Regions from separate parts of the Anser cygnoides genome. Here region 1 is linked to region 2. Evidence: chromatin contacts called from public Hi-C data. All regions are on one chromosome and are shown on one strand. The core of a region is the stretch at or near the end of the contact, and the rest is flanking DNA. Distances in the headings are between cores, read along the strand shown.

Region 1 (5,590 bases), core at 57-2,556, 150 kb after region 2:
ACAGCATGGTATGTGCTTGCCTTCTTTGGGCTAAGAAAACTGCATTAGTCATAGATGATCAAAGTCTGCTCTGAGACAGCCCAGCAGTGAAATGAACCTGTCTTCGTGGGAGGTTCCCATGTGCCAACACTGGGACGAGCGTTCCTGAACCAAGGTGCAGCAGGGAAGGTTTCTCCTCTCACCTGCTGGCCAAAACCATCAAGAGAAATGCCAGAGTTCAGCGTAGCTGTTTGCTTCCTTCCTCCTTTACAGCCCATCTGATGTCCTGCTGCCACCTGGTATTCAGCCTCGTGTCTTATCAACGCCGCCACATTGTTCATCGCTTGGTGGGCCATCAGTCGGAGCAGCTCCTCTTACAACTGCTGGGAGCCTGGGGAGGTTCTTTAACCTATCTCAGATCCCATTCGGGGCTGGCAACAGCCGTCTGGTCCACATACGCCCCAGGACTGGAGGGAACCCATGGCTAGTCCTAACGCAGGCTGCTCCAGTCAGTCTGGCTCTCCAGGCAGGGCTTTTACTCTGCTTACGGGCCCTGCTCTTGATCTTATTTACATTTGCGCTGGAAATGCAGGTCTTTCTCCACCCCGGTCTCTGCTTCCCCCGATGACTGCAAATACGGCAGGTTGGTATTCAGCCCAGATGTCAAACAAGTCAGTCCTGACTGCAGGGCCTCTGGATTTAATTTGACATTATCTTCTATTTAACTGAAACACATGACAAACAAAGCAGGTACCGATTCTCTTATTGAGGCTCTCCCTCATCTAAGGGCTAAGAGGGGGTTTCCTCTCCAAGTCCAGACCCTGCTCACGGGCCTGGAAGCAAAACAGGTAATCAAGACCTGAGGCACTCGATATTTCTAAGCCAAAACGCCAATCCACCACTAATCTCATTCATGGCCATAAATGGCAACAATCAACCAGGAAGAAAGCAGCAACCTATTCATCTTCCTTTGTGGGTCATCTTTAAAACACATTTTCTATGAACAAAATTCCCCAAGCACACACGTAACTGGAAATTCCAGCGCTCTAGTCCTGTCTGTACTTGAGATTTGGGAAGAGGAGCTAACAGCAGGAGTGCTGAGCCAGCGGGTCCCAGTGGACGTTGCTCTATGCAATGGCTGCGCTCGCAGCACCCCCGGGTGACTTCTGCACGGCCCCCTGTGTGGAATTTGCCTCACACCTGCTGCCGGGGTGAGGAGATTCAGCCTCGTCAGAGCCCAGGTTACGTTCATTGCATAAATGAGCAGTGAGGCTGAAGCCAGCTGGTTTATATAAGGGTTTTGTGGTGCGGGTGGATGCTTTGGAGGGAAGGGGTAGTAGTGATGGCCCCCCTCTCTCATTAGGATCAAGTCCTTCAGTGCTCAGGGTGTCACCCCAAGCTGCTCCCAGCCTACAAAACCACTATGGACAGGGACAGGATCATTTGCCCGCTGCCTGCGCTGAAGAGCAGGGCACTAATCCAGCAAATGCCCCGGAGGCTGCAAAATACCCCGCTGGGGTGGCCGGCCAAGCCCTCCGTGCCCCGTGTGCTGCTGCCGGCTGAGTCACGGCTCGGCGCAGGGCGGATTTTCATTCTGGGAGCAGCCTCAAGGTTTCGTGGGGCGCGGGCCTGGCGTGAGTCAGCCGCTGAGGTGGCGGAGGAGACCGAGAGGAGACACCGAGAGGCTGCCCTCCTCGCTCGGCTCCCAACACCTCAGCACCACCAGAGTCAGGCAGAGGTGAAGAAACCCGCTGCATGCAGCGGGACCGTGCTTAATTTAACCTCAGGGCCGAGCCCTGCAAGCCGGGGACCGAGCCCCGCATCCTCCGTCAGGGGGGCAGCGCCCAGCCGCCACCCCCAGCATGGCGGCGCCGCGCTCAAGATGGCGGCGGGCGGCGGCCGCGCCCTCCCCGCGCTCCCGCCTCAAGATGGCGGCGCGGGGCGGCGGAGGAGTGGCGAGCCGCGGAAGCCGGGTCATGGCAGCGCCGGAAGAACCGTGCGGCGGCCGGGCCGGCGGGGAGCCAGGCCGGGAGGCGGCGGGTTTGAGCGGTGCCCGGTGCGGCGGGGCCGCCGCCATGTTCCGCTGTGGAGAGGTGAGGTGTGGAGGGGCTGCTCCCCGTCCTCCGTCCCTCCGAGCGCCGGTTAACCGCGGCCGGCCCCGGGATGGGGGAAGCCGGGCTCCCCTCAGGGGTTGGGGGTGAGGTGAGCGGGGCTGGAGCCGGCCCCGGGGGTGAGGGGGCTCCCCGCGGGGCTGGGCTGAGCACCCGGTCCTGAGGGGTCGCCCTCCTGGAGGGATGCTCTGTGGGGTTTTCTGGGTGATGCGACGTGGCACCAGAGCACCCCCTTCCCCTTTAGGGGCTGGCGCTGCGTTAATTTCCACTCGAGCTTCATTAAAAGCAGGGTTTAAGTCCAAAACCACCAGCTCGGTGCGATGGGGGTGGGCTGGGGGCCAGGCAGGGGCCTCTTGGGTGGTGATGGAGGGATCGCGGGGTGAGGGAGCAAAAGGGGTGCTTGAGGGGAGCACAGCCATCGGTGGTCGAGGTTTGGCACAGTTACGGCGTGACGTGTTGCAGAAGAGCTAGGGGTAGTCTGATACTGGGCTGCAGGCTGATTATTTCTTGATACATATGAACGGTTACGTAACTTGTAAGGTTATTGGAATGGATTGCTCTTAGGGGAAAGATGTGGGAAGGGATTGCTGGGTTATATTCTGAAAGAATCAGGGAGTGACGCTTTTCCAGTTGCAAAATCAGTAGCAGAAGAAGAATGAAGGTAAATGTTTTATTTCTTAAGCAGTCCACAGCAAAAGAGTGACTGAAGATACTGTGGCTTTGCGTGAAGTTTTGCACTACCTCAGTTTTGTCTTTTAAGGGAGAGGTTTTGGCTTCTCAAGGCGGGTGGGAGTATTTAACAATTCAAGTGGTTCTGTTTTATCTCACTTTATAAATCTCGCTTTATAAATCCTTCTGAGACACAGGGTATCCGTTTTCTCACAAGCTTTGCTGAAGTCTGTGAACTGGTAGCTTTTCTTTTTTTCTTTTTTTTTCTCTTTCAGGAGCTTGTAAGTGGGGAGAGCGAGGAGGAAAATAATGGTGTCAACCTGATGGAGTTCTCGGATGAGATCCTTTTGCACATCCTAAGCTACGTCCCTTGCACAGACCTTGTCCTGAATGTCAGGAAAACCTGCAGGAAACTCGCGACGCTTTGCCTTGACAAGAGTCTAACCCATACAGTCTTACTTCAGAAAGACTATAAGGTGGGGAGAGTAGCTTGCTTCTTCTGTTAGCTGTGAAGACAAGTCTGACTTCTGAAAAAATGCCAAGAAATAGAACACTTCAGTGTGTCTGCATAAATGTCGTGCTCTTGAACTCTGAAAAAAAAAAAAAAACAAATAAACAATAAACTGTTTTTATAAAAGCATTTGTTTTGCAGAATGCTTTGTTAGGACAGCTCTGTGCTCCCTTAGTTAGTTTTCACTGATGGTATTTTATATATTTTCTCTGTTCCTGGAGGCTAAAATGAAAGTAAACTTGACTTGCCATTTATAGCTGCTTTTGACTATGGTTGTATGAAGATACCATTTTCCCAAAATATATTTTCCATGTTGTTGTGCAAAGAAATCTATATGAGCAGAAAAACTTGTGCATGTTGCTGTCAGGCATGCAGTCAGCTAAGCCAGAAAATGTATATGAGTTGTGACAAAAATAAAGCTTAGGAAGAAGGGTGATACGTGTTATGAGGACTGTATCGCCAAGCGTAAGCTTCTCTTCTTCATTTCCAAAAGAAAGCGGATGAAGGAGAATGAAAGCGTTCTTTTAATTTGAGTCTCCATAGGTGGATAATTCTGCTGAAATAGTTTTGCTGTTAGAAAAATGGAGATTGTCTTCCGTTCCGCTATCAGCTGCTGAACAGATTTTGGCCTCGCAGTCAGTAATGCAGAACTGCACAGACTGAGAAGCTAAAGGGAGGGTAATCTTAGGAGGCCAAAGCATGGCAGATTAAGTGATGCTTTAATGGTTCTTAGGCTGTGCTAGTGTTCCAAGGCCCTGGGATGAACCACATAATCTAAGTGCTAGCCAGTGTCATCCCCATTTTCAGATGGGAAACTGAGTCAGTGCACACTTGCCATATATCTCATTGAATCTGGTTTTGTTTGAGTACAGGTAAACAAAGACAAAGTGAAGCAACTGATGAGGGATATCGGAAAAGAGATTTACCAGCTGAACATGGCTGGGTGCTATTGGCTGCCCAGCTCCACTATTGATCATGTAATACGATGCAAGAACCTGGTAAAACTGAACTTGTCTGGGTGCCACATCACTTCTCTCCGCCTCTCAAAGATGCTGTCCGCGCTCCAGCACCTGCGCTCCCTGGCGATAGATGTAAACCCGGGTTTCGATGCCAGTCAGCTAAGCAGTGAGTGTAAAGCCACTCTTAGCCGCGTCTCGGAATTGAAGCAAACCCTTTACACTCCGTCATACGGTGTTGTTCCGTGCTGCACTAGCCTTGAGAAACTGCTGCTTTATTTTGAGATCCTTGATCGCTCGCGAGAAGGTTTTATGCTCTCTGGGCAGCTAATGGTAGGGGAGAGCAACGTGCCCCATTACCAGAACCTTCGCGTCTTCTATGCCAGGCTGGCTCCTGGCTACGTTAATCAGGAGGTGGTGAGGCTGTACTTGGCGGTGCTAAGTGATCGGACACCTGAGAACCTGCACGCCTTCCTTATTTCTGCCCCTGGTAGTTTCGCTGAGACGGGAGCCACTAAAAACCTCCTGGACTCCATGGCTCGAAATGTACGCCTGGATGCTTTACAGTTGCCCAAAGCTTGGATTAACGGCTCTGGGCTCCTGCAACACTTGAAGTTCAACAACCCTTTCTACTTCAGCTTTAGCCGATGCACCTTATCTGGTGGTCACCTGATCCAGAGAGTTATTAACGGTGGGAAGGATCTTAAAAGCTTGACCAGTCTGAACCTCAGTGGCTGTGTTCACTGTCTGGCTCCAGAGTCCTTGTTCCGAAAAGCAGAAGACGACATTGACAGTAGCATTCTGGAAAGCCTGGTAGTGTCGTGCTGCAACCTGAGACACCTCAACCTCTCCGCAGCTCACCACCACAGCTCGGAAAGCGTAGGGAATCATTTGTGCCAGCTTCTGTCCAGGCTAAAGTACCTACTCTCGCTAGCACTACCAGTTTGTTCCATCACGGACGTTGCTGCAAACATGGAAAAGCCTCCCACGCAGTCTAATGCGGTGCCCCAAACGTTTGGAAAGAAAGTCCGGGTGGGCATACAGACGTACCCGAGGAACTTAACGGACCAGGCAAATCAGAAGATAGAGTCTTCGGTGTTCTGGACTCTGATGGGAAGTCTCCGATTTTTGGAAACCTTGGAAATAATAGGGTCCAGTTTTTCCTCTGCCATGCCCCGCAACGAGCCAGCCATTCGGAACTCGTTGCCTCCTTGCGTCCGGGCACAAAGTGTGGGGGATTCGGAGGTGGCTGCCATTAGCCAATTGACTTACTTGCAGAGCCTCACCTTAGCACAGCTGCCAAATATTATTACTGGTTCTGGGCTCGTTAGCATCGGATTGCAGTGCCAGCATTTGCGGACTCT
Region 2 (5,467 bases), core at 1,511-4,010:
GTTTATAGGCTTTTCTCTTATGAAAAGTGTTTATTAAATTTTGCTCTCTTTTGGTTCTGTCTAGCCGTTTGTCATTCGGAGCTCGGACAATATCAGATCGCTAGGTGTGCGAGCCGTCTCAGCGATATGAATGGAAATAAAGGCTCACGTTTAATATCTCGGCTCTTTGATAAATGGGAATCACCTTAATAAAAAAAAATCAAGTGTTATTCTACTGTCCCCACAAAGCCTTCGCCTCTCTTCAAGTGCGTTCCCTGTGCTGAGTACCTAGTGAAGAAATAGGTACTTCTGGGAGCTTCTGTGTTAAACTGTGAGGAGCTGGTTTTTGTAATCGTGTTCAGTGAAATTGTTAGGCCTCTGTTACACTAAATTACTGTGAGAGCAAGTAATACATCTGCTGAGAGCTCGCCCTAATATTCCTCGCAGAGCGTTTCATTTTATCTAGAATATTAGCACTGCTAACCATCCATGCAGAATTTAATGTATTGGATCTATTTAATCAATTTAAAATGGAAAGCAAACTTCTTAGGCTTTGACTGAAGCGGCTGGCTCCATGCGTTGTTTTTTAAGCACAAAGGCTAAAATTTAATACTTCTATAGCAGTTTGATGAGACCATTTTGTTTAGAGAACTTTCTTCACGTTTTATTGCTCCATGATCCAGCGAGCGAGTGTTGTCACTTGGGTGAAATCACGTCTGAATATGAAAGGCGTACACGAAGGCACTGTAGGAAGAGACATGGCATCTTTTCATTCATGCTCCGTCTTACGTCCGTAGCACCTTTGATCGAGGTATCAGAGCAGTAGTGGGTTATAATTTATTGATGGAATGGACGCTGACATTTCGTGCCAGGCAGATAGCGATCCCTCTCGCAGGCAAAGCGATGAAAGTATAATGTCGAGAAAAATTGTAAACAAGCACCCTGGTCAGAACAATGCAATAAAGCGTTTTCATCAAAATCTCAGCCTTTGTGACAGCAGATTCACTTGGGATTAGCAAGGGGGTTTCCTTTATTGAATACCTTGCATGGTGTTCTTTAAAAATCGCTGGGGGTTTCCACATACCTTGCCGCTGTTGAGAAACTGTTGGCAATGAAAGCTTTTTTTTTTTTTTTCAAATTTAAAACCATCTTTGCTGGAAGGCTACACGCACACTGTACGCTGTTTTCGTTCTGAACTATTTTTATTTAGCTAGTCCGTAAGTAAAACAGTCCGTCTGCTGGCAGAAGGTTTAGTCAAGGACATTTGTCATCCTGCTTTCAAGACGGTGGTTCCGGCCTTTCCCAAAGCGGCTCCAAAGCAAATTTCCTTCAGCAGCGGGTACGGTGACAAGGAGGGAAGTCACTGCTTATGGTCCAAAGGCTTCCCGATGTCCCCTTGTTGTTGCCGTGTGCTACCATGGCTTAATCTGAAAACAAATGTGAAATATTTAACATAGCTAGATGGTACAAGATAAGGCTCGGAGTCCTTCTGTATCCGTGATGTTAGTCATGCTTGAGCTCACGCAGCTCACAACTTCGCTCTTCGCGGAACAACGCGGATAAATGTTTTATGGACACAAAGGGAAATGGGGCGTCTCGCTGTGGCAGTGGGCTTCCCTCCCCACCCCCCGATTAAATCGCAGGTTGTGGATTTTTCGTATGCACCCCACCTCAACCGCAGATTTGCTGTAACCAGTCTGTTTGTTTTGTTGTTCATCCCTGGTGACCGTCAGTAGCGCTGGGCTGAATAAACAGAGCCTATTGATCAAATTCGAAGTCATTAACTTGGCAGTTTAAATAGATGCTGTCCTATATAATTAGAACAAGGGAGTAACACATAGGCTGATACGGCTTTATTCGGAATAAAAGCCTGCTTTTCATGAAATCTTGTTTGGTGCCATTCAGCTCGCGCGGTTTTGTGCCTCCCGTAGGTCACGCAAGAATTAGACGTTTTGTTGAAAGTACCTAAAGTGGAGAGGCCGGCTTTGCTTGTGTAAGAGAGCGGTGACATTGATCTGGCGTGGATCTGCTGAACTTTGGTACTGCTGGGGAGCCCTGCTTGGCAGAAGGGCTGGCTAGCGCGCTGCGTGAGGTTACTGGTTAACCACATCCAGCCCGGGCGCTGCCGGGGGAGGCAAATGGGTGCTTTCAGGGCAGGGTACCGCTCCTGATGCCTCCGTCCCCAGTCGAGCAGCCTAGTCTGGTTGTCCATCTTGCTGCTGCTCGGCTGAGCGAAACACATGCCTGTTAGATCGGGATGTTTATAGGCAAACACAACGGGTGATTAATTATTTTCAAAGGCAGACGTTTCCTCTTAATGGCTACTGTTGCGTGATGTGGCTGTCGGTGTTCCACGTCGTTTTAACGTTTTCAGTGCTGTTCAGCACGGCCGTAAAACACAACATTTCGCTCTGTGAGTGCTGGGCTCCTTGAAGATCTGTTCTAGCTGCCTGGCGGCGTGGTGTGGACAGGCCGGCGAGGAACGGTGATAATCTCATTAATAGACGAGCATCGTGAGCCTGCAGCCAGCCCGCTGCTCCTGAGTCACGCCGCCGCGAGTCCCTGGAGAGCAGCGCGCACGTTCAGCGGTAGGATGCGCGCTCGCTGACCCACATTTCCTCGGGCGCGTGCCTCTCCGCGCCGGGAAGCGCGTCTCACTGCCTGGAAATCGGAGGAGAGCTGATGTCACTTGGGTCTCCCAGCCGTTGCACGACCCAAGCCAAAGTACTTGTAGGGAATTACCACTGGGGTGACTAATAGGTGATTAGGGAGATTGCGGAGGGTGCGTGAATGGGCTTCTTGTGGACAAGGCTAACTGTACGGCAGCAGCAACAAAAACGTTTCTTACTCATTGTTTCCTTCTCCTGTTATACCTTTAGCTTGGACTCATTGTTAAATGAGATTTTTCTTCCTCCACGTACTAATAGCTTTCATACTAATTCCTGGCAAAGTTTATTACAGTACAAGGAATGTTTCCCCTGCAACAAGTGGGCAAATGTCAGATAGAAGAAAACAGCGACTCCGTATTAGGGTTAATAGAAAGAGCAGAAGTAGGTGAATGAATTATAAAATCTTGCCTTCCAGAAGCTATTAATATCTCTGTAATTACAGTCTTTTTTTGGAACAAGCCTTGCTTCTGTCCCGTTCTCTTCCTTTCCCCTCTGCCGCGGCTTCCTTACAGCTGCGTGCCCCTGCTCCTGCTGGCTGAGGGGTGCCACCGCTGTCACCCCCTGACTTGTCCCCACATCCCCTCGGTGTTCAGCATCTGGCACCAGGCCCGAGCAGCGAGCCGAGACGTGCATTGCCACTGGCAGGTAGCCAGGGTCACCGCTCACCTTTTAATGCTGGTGCCCTTCACCAGCCAGGAACAAACACTGTCGTGTGTTTAGGGCTTCCTGTGTTTTTTTTATTTCGTTTGCAAACAAGAAGGGTTTAGGCTGAGCCCTCTGAACAAATGAGGGGAAAAAAATGCATAAGGAAAGCGAGGAGCAGTTTGTAACATCTCGGGCGGATGTTGAAAGGGATCATAACGGACTGAATAATTAGCAAACAAACCTAAGATTGTGGAGTTCAGTTTTTCCAGGAGTTAAAACCAGTGTTCTAAACCAGCCAATGTACTTCATTCAAAATCAGAAGCGATGCCAAGAATTTAACTTGAGCAAACAAAATTTTTCTTTTTCTGAATTTAAACTGTGCACCTTTAACTTGTGTTTGAATTCCTGGAGTCATTCTTCCATTTTTGTAACTTAAGTGCTTAAACAATCATTACTTTTGAAACTTTACCTGGGCATTTGAGGTGTCTTTTCCTACAGCAAGGTATCTAAATGGTATTTTGAACTACTCTGGGAGGTTTTTTGTAATAGTTTCTTTATTTAACTGATTAAAAAACAACAGGTAATCTTCCCACTTCGGTATTTCATACTGTCTGTTTTGTATTGACAGCATCTACAGCAAAAGGACTGAGGTTAGAAGGGCTCACTGAGTGTTACATGTACGGGAGCTGGTAACAAGGTAATCACCGAACAGAGAGGTCGGTAGAATTCTTTAATTCCGTCTACCTTGGGCAAATCCTACAGTTTTTCCCACAAGACACTAGGAGCGTTTATAACTTAGTCCTAAGGTCCAAGTTAGGATCAAAACGTCATTTATTACGGGCCATTAGGCTGGGACACTTCTTTCGAGCACCAGCTCGATCCTGATGATCCGTGCGCTTGTTACTCTCAGGTTGATAACTGCAGCCCGGGGAGCTCTGGGAAGCAAGAAGTACTTCTGAATGAATTCCAGCTGGTTCAATTTTTGGCTGACCCTTTGCTAAGTAGCCCAGAACAAAATGAACTCGTTGCTAGAGGCTTTTGCACGCTGTTAACTCTTTGCTGAGTATTGGCTTTCAATGCCCTGATTTTTAAATCGGAGCTCGCTCGCGCTCTGTTCAGAAAGTACTCCTCCATCTCATCTGTTTGTTATCATGCTTACCGCAAAATGAACAACAGATTTGCAAATAAGGAAGGCAAAAGCTGTAAGAGCATGAAAAAGGGTTTTTTGGTGGCGGGGCCTGTAGCTTGGAGCAGCATATATGACACAGCTTGTGGCGTTTTATCTTTCTATCCAAACATGCCAAAAAGCACTCAGTATACCTCAGTTAGACATTTTCCTGAATTTCTAGCACATAAAGTATTTTTCCATGCCCATATTCTAAGTCATTTGTTACCTCAGGTACGTGATGTTAAAGCACTGATACGGTACTGATGCCTTGCTTGATATCAGGAATGCTTTTCATTTACTTATGAAAGAATTCTAGGGTGTTGACAGTGCCTGTTGAAAAGCCATCCAGTATCCACTGGAATTTGGTCTGGTAACAGTTACTGAAGCTGTAGTAGTGCTAGAAGAGGTGCTTGATGAATATTATTCTCTGCAGAAGATTTCGAGCAAATATTTATTGCAAGAGTTTTTAAAGAAACACAAAATGAGCCTGAGTTTTAGAAAAACAGCTTAAACCCGGTATATGTTTTTTCTTCCCGAAGTCTGTTCTTTTTATTTACCAGCTATTGTGTAGGCTAAATTTCTGCTGGAATTCTACATTGGAATTTCTTCACTCAGATGTTTTAAGAATGAATGAAGAAATGTAGGTTCTTGAATATGCTTAAACGTGGTGATGGTGGTTTGATACTTCTAAATTTGAGTTCTAAAAATAACTAGCAAAATTGGTTGTTCCTTACTTTGTGTTTTCAAAGACTTTGTTGTTGTTTTCCCTTTTGCTGGCGATTAATGTCACCATCAGCAGGATCCTAGCTCACCCAAGCAATTCCCTTGCCAGCTTCCTTTCCGTGGTTCACTGTGCAGCTCTAGGTTAACCCTGAGTTGAGCAGCCCTGCCCTGACTAGGGCCCAACCTGGAAATTTAGCTGTAAGGCGTTTTTTCGTGTGAATTGTTTAACTAAAACTGTTCTAGTGATACATCTGAACCTGCATGACTAATAGTTTACATAGTT

Evidence for each region. A called contact is a pair of places that touch in the nucleus more often than the background predicts.
Region 1: a contact with region 2 is called in a Hi-C map of liver, with 11 times the contacts expected there. The contact joins the promoter of FBXL18 here to the enhancer-like site in region 2. A contact is called at or near these places in 2 of 7 Hi-C or Micro-C datasets (both in liver).

Annotation. Positions count from the first base shown.
Region 1 is chr15:3,996,286-4,001,875 of Taihu_goose_T2T_genome, forward strand. It overlaps FBXL18 (F-box and leucine rich repeat protein 18), which reads left to right and starts at 1,307. Exons shown (of 5, transcript XM_048061830.2): 1 at 1,307-2,072; 2 at 3,035-3,235; 3 at 4,143-5,590. The coding sequence starts at 1,842.
Region 2 is chr15:3,845,006-3,850,472 of Taihu_goose_T2T_genome, forward strand. All of the region lies in intron 1 of SMURF1 (SMAD specific E3 ubiquitin protein ligase 1), which reads left to right. Among named protein-coding and RNA genes, the nearest start is that of SMURF1, 14 kb to the left of the region's middle. Within about 2 kb of position 2,761, at least 2 of the 3 cell types and tissues checked have open chromatin away from gene starts, as enhancers often do. A contact at or near this core is called in liver, where this site is marked.